Linked DNA regions of Mus musculus: regions 1 and 2 are each linked to region 3. The links are chromatin contacts, called in public HiChIP or PLAC-seq and promoter capture Hi-C maps. All regions are on one chromosome and are shown on one strand. The core of a region is the stretch at or near the end of the contact, and the rest is flanking DNA. Distances in the headings are between cores, read along the strand shown.

Region 1 (3,698 bases), core at 806-3,305, 1.3 Mb after region 3:
GGACGATACCCAGAGACCATTTCTTCCCATCTTTTAAAATTGTCTCCAAACCCTAGACTATTATTGCTCCTGACGTCATTTTTCATTTGTTTGTTGGTTTTTTGAGACATGATTTCTCTTGTGTAGCCCTGGCTGTCCTGGAACTCACTCTGTAGACCAAGCTGGCCTCAAACTTAGAAATCTGCCTGCCTCTGCCTCCCAAGTGCTGGGATTAAAGGTGTGGGCCACAACTGCCCGGCTTGTCCCTGACGTCCTGATTCACAGAACAAGAATGTCAACATCAGGGGCTGGAGAGATGGCTCAGGGGTTAAGAGCACCAAATGCCCTTCCAGAGGTCCCGAGTTCAATTCCCAGCAACAACACATGGTGGCTCATAACCATCTGTAATGGGATCTGATGCCCTCTTATGGTGAGTGTCTGAAGACAGCTACAGTGTACTCACATAAATAAGATAAATAAATCTTTAAAAAATGTAAGTGAAGAAAATATCTAATAAAAAATTAAAAACAAACAAACCAACAACAACAACAAAAGAATGTCAGCATCCTCAGACTTACTGCCGGAAGTCCTGCGGCATTCTCCTAGGACAGTGGGGAAGGAATCTGGCTCCCTGGCCAGCAACGCAACTTTACACATTTGATGGCTTATTTACTTGATATGCACAAATCGCTCCTTCCTACTTAAAAATCCTTTAGTGCGATCAAAATTTAAATTCAGTAGCAACACCAAAGAAACAAAAAGGAAACAAAGAATCTTCAGATATACATACTGTGAATTCTGCACCATTTTTGACCAGAGAAGCCTTAAAAGTATCAAAGGTAGTATTTTTCTCAGCAAGACTGATGACAAATTCAGCTGTTAAAAAAAAAAAAAGGAATTATAAATGGACTCAGATAATAATTAAATTATAAAAGAACTCAGGAATCCGCCTGCCTCTGCCTCTCAAGTGCTGGGATTAAAGGCGTGCGCCACCACTGCCCGGCTTTGTCGTCGTTTTTTGTGACGGGTCATACCCTGATACATACCATGCCCAAGCTACCCTCAGATTATCTACGTGTGACTTTGGAATTACTAATCATTCTGCCCTCACATCCCAAGCCTGAGATCCTAGGCGCCTGCCTGGCTGTCATTTACTTTTGAGGACATTCTGAAAAAGCCCAACACCACCCAACCCTGTACCTATCAAACGGAAGTGTTCCCCTCATGCTTCTAATTCACATACTCGGCCTCTCATTTTCACAAGGGCTCCGGCTATGCATATAATTACGATCTGGGCCCCGAGCCTTTCTTATTTTCTCTCTGGGTCCCCTAGTCACAGTTTGCCCTTAAACATCTAATGACTAGTATGTGAGAGATAAGAAGATGTAACTAATTTAAGAGCACGGCTCAAAGCACAAGCTCGAAGTAGATGCTGACTACTGCCTGACTGTGCGAAGACCAAACAAGATAATGTAGATGAAGAGCTACCCATAATATCTTGTGAGCTTCTAAAAATTACTGGCCGTAATTACAACCATCATCTTCGCGGGGGCTGCTGCTGCTGCTATTGTTAAAGCTATTTCGCCCCCCAGAACTGAAAAACAACAATCGAGCAGAAATTGCTGCCCCAGCCTTCACCGGCAGCTCACAGAAATGGTTTCTAATAGCTCGGACCGGATGGTTCTCAAGCAGAGGCCACCGCCACAGGTTCCCGGAGCCCAAGTCACGATGACACACACACAGACACAGACAGACAGACACACACACACACACCATCAACCGCTTCTCTCCTGCCTCCCTCACCCCCAAAATCAAAAGCCATCGGGACCTTCCTCCAGCTCACCCAGATCCTTGTCGTTGATGCCCAAGTGATTGTCCAGCTCCGTGCAAACCTTCGACACCAAAGACAGGTACTCAAGTTTAGCGAGTTCTTCCGCCGGGCCGGGCTCCGAGCCCATTAGGACCCCGGCGGCGGCCACGGCTACAGCCATGGCTACAACTTCCCTTTGGTCTCCTTCCGGCCGGCCAGAACGCGAAGCCACAGCTTCCACTTCCGGGTCGGCGCTCGTCTCTTTTGTTTACAGGGACGTCAAGTAAAGTTAACCGTCTTTGTAAGGATCAGCGAGATCTGGCAGGAAGTTCCCACAGACGGGCCAGACGCACTGAGTTACGCTGTTCGTTCAGTGGCGGCCTCTAGCGGGGGGGAAGACTCCACCCGCCTTTAGGTTTTTTTAAGGATCAATCTCAGCGCGCCTCTGTGATCCGTCAGCAGAGGGCGACCGTGGCCTGCGCGACTGAACAGCGCCTCGGAAAAGCAAGTTGGCTTGTCCTTGATCAGCTCAGTTCCTGACCTCATGGCAAGTGATCTCAAGTGACCTTACACCAGCAGACGCTAGATTCTGGCTGCTTATCTGTAAACTCGGATAATACGGTCTAAATGAAATAGATATGCAAAGTGGCTGAGCCACAGTAGGCACACTGAAAATATTAGTTGCTGTTATAACCCCCCCAAACTGCGAGTGGTCCAGCAAAGCTTATCTCAAGCATTCCTGTTGCCAAAACCCTCAGTCCTCTTAAAATCTGCTTCTCTAAATGTCAGCTGTGTTGTGAACCTGAGGTCATAAATTCAGGTGTCCCAACTTTTACTTTTCCCTTTGGCAGAACCTTGCAATGAAGATGAAGGGTTTCCCATGTCTTAGTATTCTGTGTAAAAAACAAGAAAATACTTCCTCTAAGGTGAGTAGCCCTCCCATCAGTCAAAAGACAGAAAATGAGCCCCCTCTGCTACTGTTGGCTGACTCTGTTGCACTACTGTGTCTTTGAATTATTGGGAACACTTCAGTGATAACGAGTTGCAGGGAAGCTGGGCAGGCTGGTGCTCTCCTTTAATTGAAGCACTCGGAGGGCAGAAACAAGCTGTTCTCTGAGACTGAAGTCAGCCAAAGTTACACAGTGAGAACCTCTCTCAAAATTGCAGGCAAAGGACTATCACAGTAGTTCCGTGTTTCCAGGTTCCCAAGGATTTAGTACATTGCCATCTGAGTTCCTGATGCCCTTCCCTTCCTTATAACTTACTTGTTTTTATTTCCTATACATGGTTTTGCCTGCATTCATGTCTGTGTAAGGATGTCAGATCCCCTGGAACTGGAGTAACAGATAGTTGTGAGCTTCGGTGTGAGTGCTGGAAATTGAACCCAGATCCTCTGGAAGAGTGACCAGTGCTCAGAACCATGAGCCATTTCTCCAGGACTCACTCCTTCCTTCCTTCCTTCCTTCCTTCCTTCCTTCCTTCCTTCCTTCCTTCCTTTCTCCGTGAACAGAATGAGAAAGTCTGCCCTTGATGCTGCTTGCTTATCTGCCAGTATGGAGTTAGGTTTCAGGAGTTAATTCCACTTGACCCTTCTTTCTCTACATCTCCTTGCTACTAAAACTTCATATTTCTATCCAGCTGCACTTTTAACACTTAACAAGAAGAAAGGACAAAGAGATTGGGAGCTGTTTTTTAAAGCTCTATCAGAAAAGACTCTAAATTGGACATGGCTGCACTCGATTTTAATCCCAGTACTTGGGAGCTAGAGGCAGGCAGATCTCTGTGAGTCCTAGGCTAACCTGGTCAACATAGTGAGTTCTGGGACAGCTAAAGCTAAATGAAAAGACTAATATCCCAGGTGTAAATCATGCCTGGTAAATCCCAGCACTTCTCAGGAGACAGAAAGTCA
Region 2 (3,601 bases), core at 967-3,466, 1.6 Mb after region 3:
AGAGGCCAGAAGAGGGCACTGGATCCCCAGAAACTAGAAGTAGGGTTATGGATGGCCCTTAGCCAACAGGCTGGTGGTGGGAACTGAAGCCAGGTTCTCTTCAAGAGCAGCACATACTCTGGACTGCTGAGCCAACTCTCCAGGATGTGACTTTACTTTTCAAGATAGGGTCTCTCTCTCACTCACTAACCGAGAGCTGTTCAGTAGGGCTGGGTGGCTCACCAGCAAACCCCACGGCTGTGCTTGGATACAAGCATATGCCACTGTGCTATTTTCTTTAAAGATTTATTTATGTATTTTATGTATGTGAACACACTGTAGCTGTACAGATGGTTGTTGGGGATTGAATTTTAGGACCTCTGCTCACTCCGGTTAACTCTGCTTGCTCAGTCCCTGCTCACTCCAGCACAAAGCTTCATTTATTATACATAAGTACACTGTAGCTGTCTTCAGACGCACCAGAAAAGGGTGTCAGATCTCATTACCGGTGGTTGTGAGCCACCATGTGGTTGCTAGGGTTTGAACTCAGGACCCTCAGAAGAGCAGTCACTGCTCTTACCCGCTGAGCCATCTTGGCAGCCCACTGTGCTATTTTTTTTTGTTTTGTTATCTCAGTTTTTTTTTTTAATTTTTAAAAAAGATTTATTTATTTATTATATGTAAGTACGCTGTAGCTGTCTTCAAACACACCAGAAGAGGGAGTCATATCTTTTTACAGATGGTTGTGAGCCACCATGTGGTTGCTGGGATTTGAACTCAGGACCTTCGGTAGAGCAATCAGTGCTCTTAACCACTGAGCCATCTCACCAGCCTGGTTATCTCAGTTCTTAAGTACTGAATTTCTCCTCGTGCTTTTTTTTTTTTTTTTTAAAGATTTGTTTATTTTATGTATGTGAGTACACTGTTGCTTTTCTCAGGCACATCAGAAGAGGGCATCGGATCCCATTACATGTGGTTGCTGGGAATTGAACTCAGGACCTCTGGAAGAGCATTTAGTGCTCTTAACCACTGAGCCATCTCTCCAGCCCCTCTTCTCATACTCTTAAGGTAAGCAGTTTATAGACTGAGCTAGCTCTCTAGCCTTCCCTCTAGGTATCTTTGTGAAGAAGTGTAATATCCCTACATAGTAAGTGAAGGGATTAGACTGTCAACTTTAGAAAAGCTAATGTTTGGTCCAGTGCAACATGTCTGAAGAAACTAGGATCTGAAACCAGGCAGGTTGGCTCTTCAATATTGCTTTTTCCTTATTTGGCTCCAAATCGCTCCCTTTTTTTATTGTATCTGGGAGATAAATGGAAGTTTTCCGTGCCAGAAGACTAACAAGGGGAGGCAGAGCTGCTGAGGACAAGCTGCATTGGATCCCTCCTCGAAGGTGGCTGCCCACTGTGCTTCCTCCTGAGGCCTCACTGGCTGTTGGCAGGCAGACTTCACAGCTCAACCTAGCCTATCTGAGGTGGCCTCAGTCAGAGGCACTTAGAAAGACCACCTGTCCCAGAGAGGACCAATGGTCAGGTTGACATGGCATTCTGAGGGGAGGAGTTTTTGGCTGGGAAGTACCTCAGAGTATTCCCTTTGCTGTTTAGAATAGCCAGAAACCTTTGATGCTTACAGCTCTCTACAACCCTGAAGCATACATCCACATAAAGAAAGATCAAGGCCGGGCAGTGGTGGCGCACACCTTTAATCCCAGCACTTGGGAGGCACAGGCAGGCAGATTTCTGAGTTCGAGGCCAGCCTGGTCTCCAGAGTGAGTTCCAGGACAGCCAGGGCTAAACAGAGAAACCCCGTCTCGAAAAACCAAAAAGAATGATCAAGGTCCTTACTTTAGGTGTCAGAGTCCTGGTTTTGACAATAGGTAAATGACAAGATCCACAGACCAAGGTACCCTAAGCGCTCTACTTCTCTTCCACCCTTAGCAGGCTTGAGCCGAGCAGGTCTAAGCCTAGAACACTGTGTTCCCGCCCCTCCCCACATGCGACAAATGCTCCCCTGCTCCCGTACTTACAGTTTGCAGGGTCACAGACATGGCTCTCACGTCTGGCAGAAGCTGGGGCTTCAGAGCAGGGTTGGCAGTGAAGAGTTCTGAAGGACTAAACTCTTTGACCCCTCAGAGGTGGCTCTGGTCTCCTCAGCCTCCAGCAGCGTCTGAAACACACTTCCACTGCTGTTGCTTGCTTGCCGGCCTCACTTCCACTTTCATTTCTGTGAATTCTGCTTCTGAGCATACAGCCCCACCCTTGGGCGGAGCCTTCCAAGTCATCAAATCTAACTACCCAGTCAGGCATGTGCTCCTGGGACCGCAAAGGGAAGACTTTCCCAGGCAGCCAGTTCTAGCATAAACCATGGTAGGATTTTTAAGACTTCCAGACAGACAGGCTCTCAGTACTGCAGCTCTAGCTGGCTTCACACCCTTGAGATCTGTCTGCTTTTGCCTCCAAAAAGCTGTGATTAAAGAACTGTGAGTCACCCTGGAGGCAGAGGCAGGCGGATTTCTGAGTTCGAGGCCAACCTGGTCTACAAAGTGAGTTCCAGGACAGCCAGGGCTATGCAGAGAAACTGTCTCCAAAAAACCAAAAAAAAAAAACAAAACAAAAAAAACCTGTGAGTCAAGTGGCGGCGGCACATCTTTGATGCCAGCGTTCAAAGAGGCAGGTGGATCTCTGTGACCAGTCAAGCCTAGTCTACAGAGTGATTTTTCAGGGCAGCCACAGGTACACAGAGAAATCCTACCTCCAAAACCCAAAATATAAAGGGTTCAGCTGTTGAGTACCAGAGGACCCAGGTTCAACTCCCAGTATCCACATGGCTATTGGTAACCTTTTTCTTTTAAAAAAGATTTATTTATTATGTGTAAGTACACTGTAGCTGTCATCAGACACTCCAGACCAGGGAGTCAGATCACATTGCAGATGGTTTCGAGTCACCACGTGGTTGCTGGGAATTGTACTCAGGACCTTCGGAAGAGCAGTCAGTGCTTTTTGTTGGTTTTATTGTTTCCGAGACAGGGGTTTTATCTGTGTAGCCTTGGCTGTCCTGTAACCATGCTGTCTTGTAGACCAGGCTGGCCTGGAACTCCGAAACTCGCCTGCCTCTGCCTCCCAAGTGCTGGGATTAATGGCGTTGAGCCACCACTGTCTGGCGCAGTCAGTGCTTTTATCCACTGAGCCATCTCACCAGCCCAACTAAAAAGCCCTTTTATTTATTTATTTATTTATTTTTTATTTATTTTTTTTTTTTTAAGATTTATTTATTATTTATTATATGTAAGTACACTGTAGCTGTCTTCAGACACACCAGAAGAGGGCATCAGATCTCATTAAGGATGGTTGTGAGCCACCATGTGGTTGCTGGGATTTGAACTCTGGACCTTTGGAAGAGCAGTCGGGTGCTCTTACCCACTGAGCCATCTCACCAGCCCCCTTTTATTTATATGAGCACTCAGTAGCCGTCCTCAGAAACACACCAGAGTTGTGAATCAGATTCTAATTACAGATAGTTGTGAGCCACCATGTGGTTGCTGGGATTTGAACTCAGAGCCTCTGAAAGAAGTCAGTGCTTTTTTTTTTTTTTTTTTTCGAGACAGGGTTTCTCTGTATAGGCC
Region 3 (4,014 bases), core at 559-3,058:
GTTACACTGGATCTGCTGTGAATTACAACCACAGAACAGTCGTGAAATCAAGGCTGGCAAGCTTTCTTCTCTGCCACATTCTTGTGATTTTTGTTCCCCCCCATGCTGGTGAGAGAACAAGAGGCTGGATTTTTTTTTTTAAGCCTAAAACTCACCACAGTCAGATTACTGATCATTTAATCCTTTGCTCAGCCATCTTTAAGACAGAGGAATAAATAGAGTGTAGCCAAAGGTTACAAACTTCTATCTTCATCTCAACTTTAACTGGGGCTAGGGGGAAGCTAAGAGCTGCCGGCTACAGCTAATGGCAAGTTGGCTATAACAAAATCTGGCTATAAAAACCAAACTACCACCAGGCAGTGGTGGCACACGCCTTTAATCTCAGCACTTGGGAGGCAGAGTCAGGTGGATCTCTGAGTTCGAAGCCAGCCTGGTCTACAAGACAGCCAGGGCTACACAGAGAAACCCTGTCTCAAAAAACAAAACAAAACAAAACAAAAACAAAAAACAACAACAACAACAAACAACCACTCAATCACACACCCACAAGTCTCTACACAAAAATATACATATGTATACATACATACATACATACATACATATTGGGTGGGGGCGTTAGAGCAGCAGGAAAATAATATGAACTTAAATACATCATTTTTCGTGACTGGCTTACTGATGTACTGATTGGAAAAACAAAGACAAATACAAATTCTCAAATATCTGGCCCATTTCTTCTTCTCTACTAACAAAAGACTGAAATTACTTATAGTAAGACCCTGACCTACACAGTGACCTGTAACAGTACTAATCCCCATACCCGAGAGACAAGAACATCACCCCAAGTTTGGAGTCAATCTGTTCTACATTGTATGCCCCAGGCCAGCCATAGCTACACAGTAGAACCTGTCTAAAAAGGCAAAACATAACGAACAAAAAACCCCAGGGAGACCCTAAAGTACAAGACGTGCAGTAGTACCCCACAAATACCACATGTTCTCCAAGAAGCAACATCAGTTTATTGAAGCTTTGAGGCCCTTCACTAAATTAACAAAGTGAAGGTACAATGAAATTGACTCTTCACCGATTATTTGAGGCAACAGACACTGAATAAATCAAAACATCACATCACTAATAACATAGGATCATAGTGAGTTTATATTTCGGACTTGTCTGGCAGTTATATTTTACAACATAATTATATGCATGGCTTGTATAGCCTAGTGAATTTCCTCATTGAGCGTGAACTACAACGAAATGTTTTATTATTAGTTTATGGCTAGTCACGTTTCTCATACACCTTTATAAGTAACGTTCCTTCTGAACCGCAGCTTCTAGATTGCTCTGCATTGTACTACTGAAATCTACCGTTCAAAATGTTCTTTTCCCCCATCGTGCCTAAAGCAAGGGAGTGGTACACTAAACAGAACTTTTATATAATAAAAGTATTGCATGTCTCCGACCCTTAATATCTGAGCACCCATCCTGGTAAGTGACAAAGACAAAAACCAATCGCTAGGTAGGATCTCAATGGCTTAGCCAATAAGAACATGGGGGTGGGGTTAGACTAAGCTCCCGGTGACTTCCCCGCACCCCAGATACCCAGCTTGTGGGAGACCGGACAGGAATTGGGCTACGATGATCTCGTTACCTCCTGTTGTGGCTGTTGTCCTCCTCGTTCTCGCAATCGCTGCAGTGCTCATGGCCGTTTCCATTCCCTTCCATCATCAGTGGCAACGAAGGTGCCGGCAGCTTCACTGCTGTCTCACTCTCATCCGCCATCTTGGGTTGCGAGAGCCGGACTCCGCGCCCCGCTACATGGAGGGCTCCTATTGGACAGAGGAAGTACGCGCTGTATTCTGGGTTTTGTAGTTTGTGTGAAGAAATCTGCCACTAAGGGTGGCTTGTTTTCAAAAAACTGTACCGATGTGGACTACAAAACCCAGAAATCATGAAGGGACGCTGCCTTGGGAGGAGCGGGCAGCAATTCCGGAAGCCCCTAGGTTCGGCCGCCCTCTGAGACGAAGGGCGCTGTACGCCTTATAGGGTGGTCGCGGGGCACGCTGGGAGTTGCAGTTCCATGTTGAATTAGAGTTTCGCAAGTAAAGGGCTTGCAAAGTCCAAGGTTTTCAGGCCGCCCTTGGTAATCAACAGGCCACAGATGAGCCGTTATCGGCTAACGTTAAGGACCGTTACCATTCCTGGGTAAGTGAAAGACACTGAGGTTCATGGCTGCGATTCTCCAGGAGCTCAAATGCCCTTACAGAGGACTTTCCTATAGGTTTGCTCTCGGCTGCCTTCCCTACTCCAGCCTTTAGGGAGACCTGGGTCTTTGGAAATCTAAAACCGAGAGGCAGTGCATTGAGGTGTGTGGAACACTGCCCCCGAGCCAAAGACTTGATTGCTTGCAGGGGAGGCTTACCATTTCTTGGCTTCTAATTTTGCACTGCGCTCTTCTTCACATTTCCCTTTGATTCTCCTCTAGAGCCTTCCATAACAAGTCTTTTTTTTTAAGATTATGATAATTACACCATTTCCCCACTTCCCCTTTCCTTCCTCTAACCCCTCCCATATACACCCCACCTTGCTCTCAAATTCATGGCCTCTTTTTCTTTAGTTGTTGTTACATATGGGTGTGTGTGTGTTTTCCTAAATATATAAATATAGCCCGTTCAGTAAGCATAATGTTGTATGCAAATGATTTCAGGGCTGGTGTGCCTGGGAAGAACTATTTCCTCCCCCATTTTTAGCCTTCCTTAATTGCCTGTAGTTCTTAGTCTGGGGTTGAGGCCTCACGAGCTCCCCTACTCCCAACACAAGACTTTAATGAGCACTTACACGCCAGGCTCTGGCGTAAGACTTTTTGTACCTGAATTCCTATAATTTTAACAAGCTTAGAATGTGTTATGCCATTATTATTCCTTTTTCACAGATGAAAAGACTGTTCCAGAAAAGTTGGTACATTGTTTGTAGGCGGCAAAATCTGTCTATAAATCTGTATCTACCTACTCTGTGCCCTCTGTAAGGCTTCACCGTCACACCAGTCACACTGTTGGATCCAGGCAACTTCCAAGGACGAATCAGTTATAGCCAGGTAAATGCAGCATCTATCTTAGAATTGCCTAAATGCTTCTGTCCCTCTGGGCTTTGTCCTGTAACTAGCTAGTCTAATCATAATCCTGAGAAGATTGCCCAAAGACAAGGGCTTAGAGCCTTCCTATTTGTGCTGAGTATGCTGGGTGGTGAAAGACTGGGTCTTACCATCAGAGAGCTGCAAGGCCGAAAAGGGAAATGACCTTTGCCTTGGTAAAACTGAACAAGGGAAGAAGCAATTCCTTTTCTGACTCACAGAAAACAACAAGAGCAACAACAACAAAAAAGAAACTGCAGAGCTAAATATAGCCAACTCATCTTACTTGAGCGGCAGGCCCAGAGAAGTAAGACTCCAAAGATGCAAACACTCCTTGGTCATTTCTGTTTGATTTCAGAAAGCAGTCAAAGCTGCCCACTTGGGCTCAGCTGACCATATTCGCATTAGGGCTTCCTGGTAGAGGACATGCCTAGCATGCATAAGGCCCTGAGTTCACTATGCACTACTACCTCCAGCATATTACATGTATTCCTGTGTGCATGTGTGTACATGTGTACATGCTTGCACTTTGACCCACTGAGCCGTCTCACCATCTGGAGGTTAACTTTTCTTTTTCCTTTTTTTTTCTTTTTTCTTTTTTTAAAGATTTATTTATTATGTGTAAGTACACCGTAGCTGTCTTCAGACACTCCAGAAGAGAGCATCAGATCCTATTATGTATGGTTGTGAGCCACCATGTGGTTGCTGGGATTTGAACTCAGGACCTTTGGAAGAGCAGTCAGTGCTCTTAACTGCTGAGCCATCTCTCCAGCCCCGAGGTTAACTTTTCTATTGTCTCCTTGAACTCAGATGCTCTTGTAAAGTAGACACGGGAGGGGACTTGAAGAAAACTACGTGTCCCAAAATTCAGTGACGCTCAATTGCAA

Evidence for each region. Promoter capture Hi-C pulls out the DNA fragments that hold promoters and counts their contacts. HiChIP or PLAC-seq counts read pairs in DNA pulled down with a chosen protein or histone mark.
Region 1: a promoter capture Hi-C map of pre-B cells shows a contact between it and region 3, with 4 times the contacts expected there. The contact joins the promoter of Dhx8 here to the promoter of Nmt1 in region 3. A contact is called at or near these places in 2 of 39 promoter capture datasets (embryonic stem cells and pre-B cells).
Region 2: a contact with region 3 is called in an HNF4G HiChIP or PLAC-seq map of pancreatic cancer cells. The contact joins the promoter of Ifi35 here to the promoter of Nmt1 in region 3. A contact is called at or near these places in 1 of 39 promoter capture datasets (pre-B cells), 1 of 484 Hi-C or Micro-C datasets (B cells), 1 of 115 datasets of contacts at active chromatin or transcription factors (pancreatic cancer cells) and 1 of 9 other capture datasets (adipose tissue).

What each region holds. Positions count from the first base shown.
Region 1 is chr11:101,731,313-101,735,010 of GRCm38.p6, reverse strand. Dhx8 (DEAH (Asp-Glu-Ala-His) box polypeptide 8) reads right to left here and starts at 2,055. Exons shown (of 23, transcript NM_144831.2): 1 at 1,823-2,055; 2 at 770-855. The coding sequence starts at 1,970.
Region 2 is chr11:101,447,027-101,450,627 of GRCm38.p6, reverse strand. Ifi35 (interferon-induced protein 35) reads right to left here and starts at 2,216. Exons shown (of 7, transcript NM_027320.4): 1 at 2,006-2,216. The coding sequence starts at 2,026.
Region 3 is chr11:103,026,337-103,030,350 of GRCm38.p6, reverse strand. It overlaps Nmt1 (N-myristoyltransferase 1), which reads right to left and starts at 1,808. Exons shown (of 12, transcript NM_008707.4): 1 at 1,649-1,808. The coding sequence starts at 1,779. It also overlaps a transcript of Dcakd not described here.